Regions from separate parts of the Mus musculus genome. Here region 2 is linked to region 1. A link is a contact called in public Hi-C data. All regions are on one chromosome and are shown on one strand. Each heading gives the region's core, a stretch centred on a gene start, on an enhancer-like site or on the middle of the called end of the contact. The rest is flanking DNA. Distances are from core to core; before and after follow the strand shown.

Evidence for each region. A called contact is a pair of places that touch in the nucleus more often than the background predicts.
Region 2: a contact with region 1 is called in a Hi-C map of the N1E-115 cell line, with 3 times the contacts expected there. The contact joins two enhancer-like sites. A contact is called at or near these places in 7 of 39 promoter capture datasets (the 3T3-L1 cell line, cranial neural crest, frontonasal cranial neural crest and 2 more), 1 of 15 datasets of contacts at CTCF or cohesin (the NIH/3T3 cell line), 14 of 484 Hi-C or Micro-C datasets (the G1E-ER4 cell line, the N1E-115 cell line, adipose-derived mesenchymal stem cells and 9 more), 3 of 115 datasets of contacts at active chromatin or transcription factors (astrocytes and embryonic stem cells) and 1 of 9 other capture datasets (embryonic stem cells).

The regions. Positions count from the first base shown.
Region 1 is chr6:94,810,545-94,813,263 of GRCm38.p6, reverse strand. No RefSeq gene overlaps it. Among named protein-coding and RNA genes, the nearest start is that of Lrig1, 110 kb to the right of the region's middle. Within about 2 kb of position 1,298, at least 4 of the 459 cell types and tissues checked have an H3K27ac peak or open chromatin away from gene starts, as enhancers often do. A contact at or near this core is called in the N1E-115 cell line, where this site is marked.
Region 2 is chr6:94,964,170-94,967,023 of GRCm38.p6, reverse strand. No RefSeq gene overlaps it. Among named protein-coding and RNA genes, the nearest start is that of 4930511E03Rik, 22 kb to the right of the region's middle. Within about 2 kb of position 1,418, at least 5 of the 459 cell types and tissues checked have an H3K27ac peak or open chromatin away from gene starts, as enhancers often do. A contact at or near this core is called in the N1E-115 cell line, where this site is marked.

The DNA.
Region 1 (2,719 bases), core at 49-2,548:
ATCTTCCCTAATCATTCAGCAAAATTAAAAATAAGCCAGGTGCTGGTGACACGTGCCCTTAATTCCCGCATTCTAGAAGCAGAGGTGGCAGATCTCGGAGTTCAAGGCAAACCTGATCTTCAGAGCGAGTTCCAGGACGGCTGGCGCTACATAGAGAAACCCTGCCTCAAAAACTTAAGGGGAAAAAAAAGAGCGTGTTCTTCTGTTCCAGGCATTTAAATAAAAACAGTAACAACCATGATAGCAACATGGAAATTATGTTTGTTTCACCTAGAATGTCAAAGTCATAGAGTATGGAGTCAAGATTTAAATTTGAGCTTAAATTATATCTTTCAACACAAAGCCAAAGCAAAGTACAGGGGGGTGGGGGATACCACCAAGAGTAACTTTCATTCTGTTGTTTATTGTTGTCTTCAGTTTTTCATGGGCTTGCAGAATGGGCATCAATTTTATCATCTCAAGCAGGGTTTACATTTTTTAAAAAAGAAGCTGAGCAGTGTTGATGCATATGCCTTCATTTATTTATTTTTTAACAGTCAACTGAACACTTAAACCCAGCACTCAGAGGTGGATCTCTGAGTTCAAGGCCAGTCTGGTCTGCAGAGTGAGTTCCAGGACAGCCAAGATTACACAGAGAAACCCTGTCTCAAAAAAAAAAGAAGAAAAATTGATTCCAACTTTGATACTTTAGTTCCTAGGAAAAGCAGATTTCGTGGCTGTTAGCAGGACATCAGGAGTGCCCCAAGACTTGTGTATCTCCCTGGTTCCCATAGTCTGTAGACAGCAGTTACCTAAAGGTATGCCTTTGGGCTAAAATGTCTCTCTCTCTCTCTCTCTCTCTCTCTCTCTCTCTCTCACACACACACACACACACACACACACACACACACACACGGATATTCTAGCATACACACACACACACACACACACACACACACACACACACACACACACGGATATTCTAGCATACTCCCTGGAGAGCCTTACTTCCTCTCCTTTATCCTGAATAATTTAAATGGAGCCGAAGGAAGCTATTCTTTTCCACAAGGTTGGTATCAAAGGGTCAGAGGAGCTGTGTGGTAAGTTACTCTTTTATCAGTGTTATCGTGATTAAGTGTCCCTCTTACATTATTAATTCATTCAACACTTCAGTCTGAGTGCCTGTCAGACACTCTGTTAGTTAGTCACTCTCATGGAGGCGGGATTTAGTCTTGTGTGCAGCTGCTTAGCCACTCAGTAATTAGTTGCTGCTGCAAGATTTACCTGCTGTGTAGCAGAGGGGATTCGAAGCTGTGTAAATAAGGTAGGAAACCAGCCAACCACAGTCCTTGCCCTCAAAGAGTCTATGGTCTAGTGAGAGAGAAACAGGCACAAATAAATTCAGATAATTACAATGTAGCATGTGTCCCATGGAAGCCACACAGGCATTAAAACAGAGACACCACTATATTGATAAGATCTTCAGGGATGGCCTTCAAAGGATGTGACTAAGGGAATAGGAAGAGTCCACCAGGCCTGAAAAGGATGACAAGCTCAACCTGAGGCAGGAAAGATGTAGGGGGCTCTGGAACAAGATGTCCTGTAGGACAGCATTGGGAACGGGGCATCTAGCAGCTTCTTTAGCCAGAGTCACTCACGATTGGCTGCGTTCATCAGAGAGTTTAGGTCTAAGTTTGTAATGTAACAACAGCAACAATAACTTTTCCATAAAAATATTCTGATGATGCTTTCCTTTCCCCTACCGCCCCGATGCCCTGCATCTTTTCAGAAAATAAACAGGCAGACAACAGCAACGAAAATGGAAAAAGAAATAAACACACATATACAAAACAAACCCCGCAAAATCTGAAGCCGTACTACACATGCAAAAGACAAGGAAGACAAACAAAGCAATGTGAGACAAAAAGGCTACACCAATACCAGTGAGCTCATTTTGTGTTGAGCATCGACTGCTAGAGTGGGACCTACCCTTAAATGTGATTAATATACCCAGTGGTATGCCAACGGGGAAAAAAATAACTTTTCCTTTGTTACAATCATAAGTAGTGTCTTGGTTAGGGGTGGGAGGCTGTGTTCACTCCCACTTCTCAGCGGGCCTATGGGCTGTCTTCTGTGATAGAGCCTTGGCAATCAATCTGTGAAGAACAACCAGTCTTCTTGGCAATAGCCTGGTTGTTTGGGGGTTTATGTGGAGCTCCTTTAATTCAATGAAATATCATCAATTTCCTGGCACTGAAGGCCTTGCTGGATGCTAAGAGATGTCCGGTTGAGGTATTGTCTCCCCATTATTTGGTGACCCTATTTAGATCTCTTTCATATATGTACATATTTTAGGAAGCTTCTATAGCAGTGGGTTCCCTTATGCCCCCTCACATGACTCTTAGTGTTAACTACCCCTCCCATATTGCCTGCATTAACCTCTTTTCCATCTCCCTCCCCAGTTAATCTTTCCACCCCAGACTCCCACTGTCTCGCCATAACTTTATATTCTATTCCCCTTCCTTTGGCGATCATTCCTTCCTGCCTAGTCCCTTATTCTATAACTAACCTCTGGGGTAATACAGATTGTGCATACATATCAAAGGCTTAAATGTTAACATTACCTATAAGAAAAAATACAAATATTTCCTTTTAGGTCTGGGTTGCCTCACTCAGAATTTTTTTTCTAGCTCCATCCATTTTCATGCAAATTTCATGATTTATTTTTATTTTAAAGATT
Region 2 (2,854 bases), core at 169-2,668, 150 kb before region 1:
TGTTTGCATGTATCTGTGACTTTGGTTCTGGGACAGCAAAAGCAGGAGACTCTTGGGAGCACACTGGCCAGGCAGGCTAGCAAGCACTGGGTTCAATGGGAGACCTTGTTTCAAGAGATTAGATGGAAAGCCATTTAGGCAGACACCAGACATCAACCTCTGTCTTCCATAAGCATAAGAACATAGCCACACAGATACACGTGCACACAGAGACAGATACAGAAAGACATATGCATACATACACAGAGAAACACACACAAACAGATGCACACACAGAGACACACACATACAAGCAGATACATACACACACACACACACACACACACACACACACACTCCATTGGTAAAATGAATTTAAATATACTAGCTTAAATGCTTCAAATCACATATCACCCTTGAGTTTTAGATCCAATCTTATTTTGTAGCATTTTAAAAACATCTCTCAGACATATTTAAAAAACACTTTTCCACATCCCCATGTCTTGAAGAAAAGTCAGTGTGTCTAATTCAAAATAACTTTATGAAATGTTTTCAGTATAAAAGTGGCATTAGATAATTAGGCAAACTTGGAAAATTATAAAAGTGGATAAATTCTCACCATGGTAGAGATTTGCAATAGTGTACAGAGCCTAACACTGGCAGAATGTGAATAGTATTTTATTACAAGAGAGAGAAATAGAGAGATAAATGAAATAGGGCTGCCTTACACTGATGGAGTCAAGGGACAAACAACACTTTACAAGTCCACTTACATTGCTGGGAATTTTACATGGAGTAGAGGACTGTACTACACCGCATCCAAGGTACTTTCCTAAACTCAAACCCTCCATCCATCAGCTGTTTTGTTGAGTGTATACCATTGAGAAGATGTTGTGCCAGTGTTTTGTTGAGTGTATACCATTGAGATGTGCCAGGTACTGCGATTTATACCATTGAGCACAAGCAGCAGGAACAAGGCGTGGTACAGTGAATCCAATAATTCATTACTTGTTCACAAACATAATGAGAGGTTATTGTGAGATTTCCATGAGAGAGCAGATGGTGTTCTGGTATAGGGAACAGGGCTGGGAGTTTTAATCATTAAAAGACAACCAACCAGGCAAGTGGAGGAAGAGGAAGTGGAAAGACTTTTGGTAGGAAAGAGGTCCATATTGTTTAGGAGAAGAGCACGGTTATGAGAGTGGTAACGGGTCCAGGACTAGCACCAGTCAGACCAGAAATTGATTGGATCCTGCTGTCGATTATCAACACACTTAGCTGAGGTTTTGTGTTTTAATTCAAACTAAGGTGGGATGCCTGGTATGGTAGTGCACACCTGTAGTCCTGGCACTGGGAGGTAGAAAGAAAGGACTCAGGAGCTCAGTGTCATCTTTGGTTATATAGCATGTCTGAGGTCAATCTGGACTATACAAGACCCTGTTTTTTAAAAAGCAGGATGGATAGGATTCCATCAAGGAACTTTAAGCTAGGAATGCATGATGTTAATATCAGGCTTCTGTACTGAAGCTGAACTGGGTGATTTGAAGGGAGGATGGAGATGGAGATTCTATTGAAGTAGGTCAGGCATGAAAGGATGATCATGACCACTGTCATGGGAGCATGGTGCTTTAAAACAGCATCAGTAGAAACGGATGCAATTAAATGGGGAGAGGACAGTACAAAGAATGGCTTCCTACTCAAGGCTGTTGAACCAAGTTCTTGGTCTTTATATTAAACTTCAGAAAATAAGCTCTACTTGATCAATAGGTATGCATCCATTTCTTAGATTTCAAGTTAGTCTCTGTTCTAGGCACCTCTCCATCTTTGACTTTATTGAAATCTTCCCTGTGCATCTTTTCCCAGCTGACCCTGTTCACATATCCATCATGCCAGGTTGATCTCTTCCCAGTTCTCCTACAGTTGCCCTTCTGTGTCCTTCATGAAACAGGGAGATGGGCATTACCACATGCCCTTGGTACAATGTGCCGTCCTAGCAGAGGCTCTATTGTTAGCCCTTAGCCAGAATTATGTAAATTACACATTTCAGTCCTTAGAATGTCTCCTCCATAGGAAGAAAGCAGTGTAGAAGTAGAAGTCTCCCAGGACCTGAAGACCAACAGAACAATGGCTTGGGAGACATCTCTTTGTGAAAGCAAGAGTTGGTACCCTAGTCACTATAAAGGTTGAGTCAAGACTAGAGCTAACAATTATTTGGATCCAGGCAGGTTATGGTTTTTGATGAAGTTACCAGAATCCTAAAATGGGAAAATTTCCTGTGAAAATTTGAGTTTGTGACTTCTTTTAGAACAGTGGTTTCTCAACCTTCCTAATGCTGTAACCCTTTAATACAGTTCCTTGGGTTGTGGTGACCACCAACCCTAAAATTATTTTATTGCTACTTCATAACTGTAATTTTACTACTGCTGGATTCATAACGAAATATCTAACGTGTAACCCCAAAGGGGTTGTGACCCACAGGTTGAGGACCATTATTTTAGAAAAATAACTAGATTTCCACAGGGCAGCAGTCTGTAACAGCTCAATAAAGACTGCTGTTTATATGGTGCATATAGTCTTCATCTTGTCACTGTTCCCTACAGTCCCCATTACATGCCTGAAGCTGTGGCTCCAGGGCACTGGCCAGATGTCACTGTGATTTCTCTGTTTGCATGAGTCTGCTTTCATGTATAATGAAAAAGAAAAATGAAGTGAGTCAAGAAGCTTGTGGTCAGATTGTTGGGTTTCAAATTCTGGGGTACCCTCCTAACAGATTTGGCAGATAAGACATAGGAAACCCAGTTAAATTAGAACTTAGAGGAACAATGTATAATTTCTTTGCTTTAAATATGTCCTGTTTGCTGTAGTCTGCTAAACC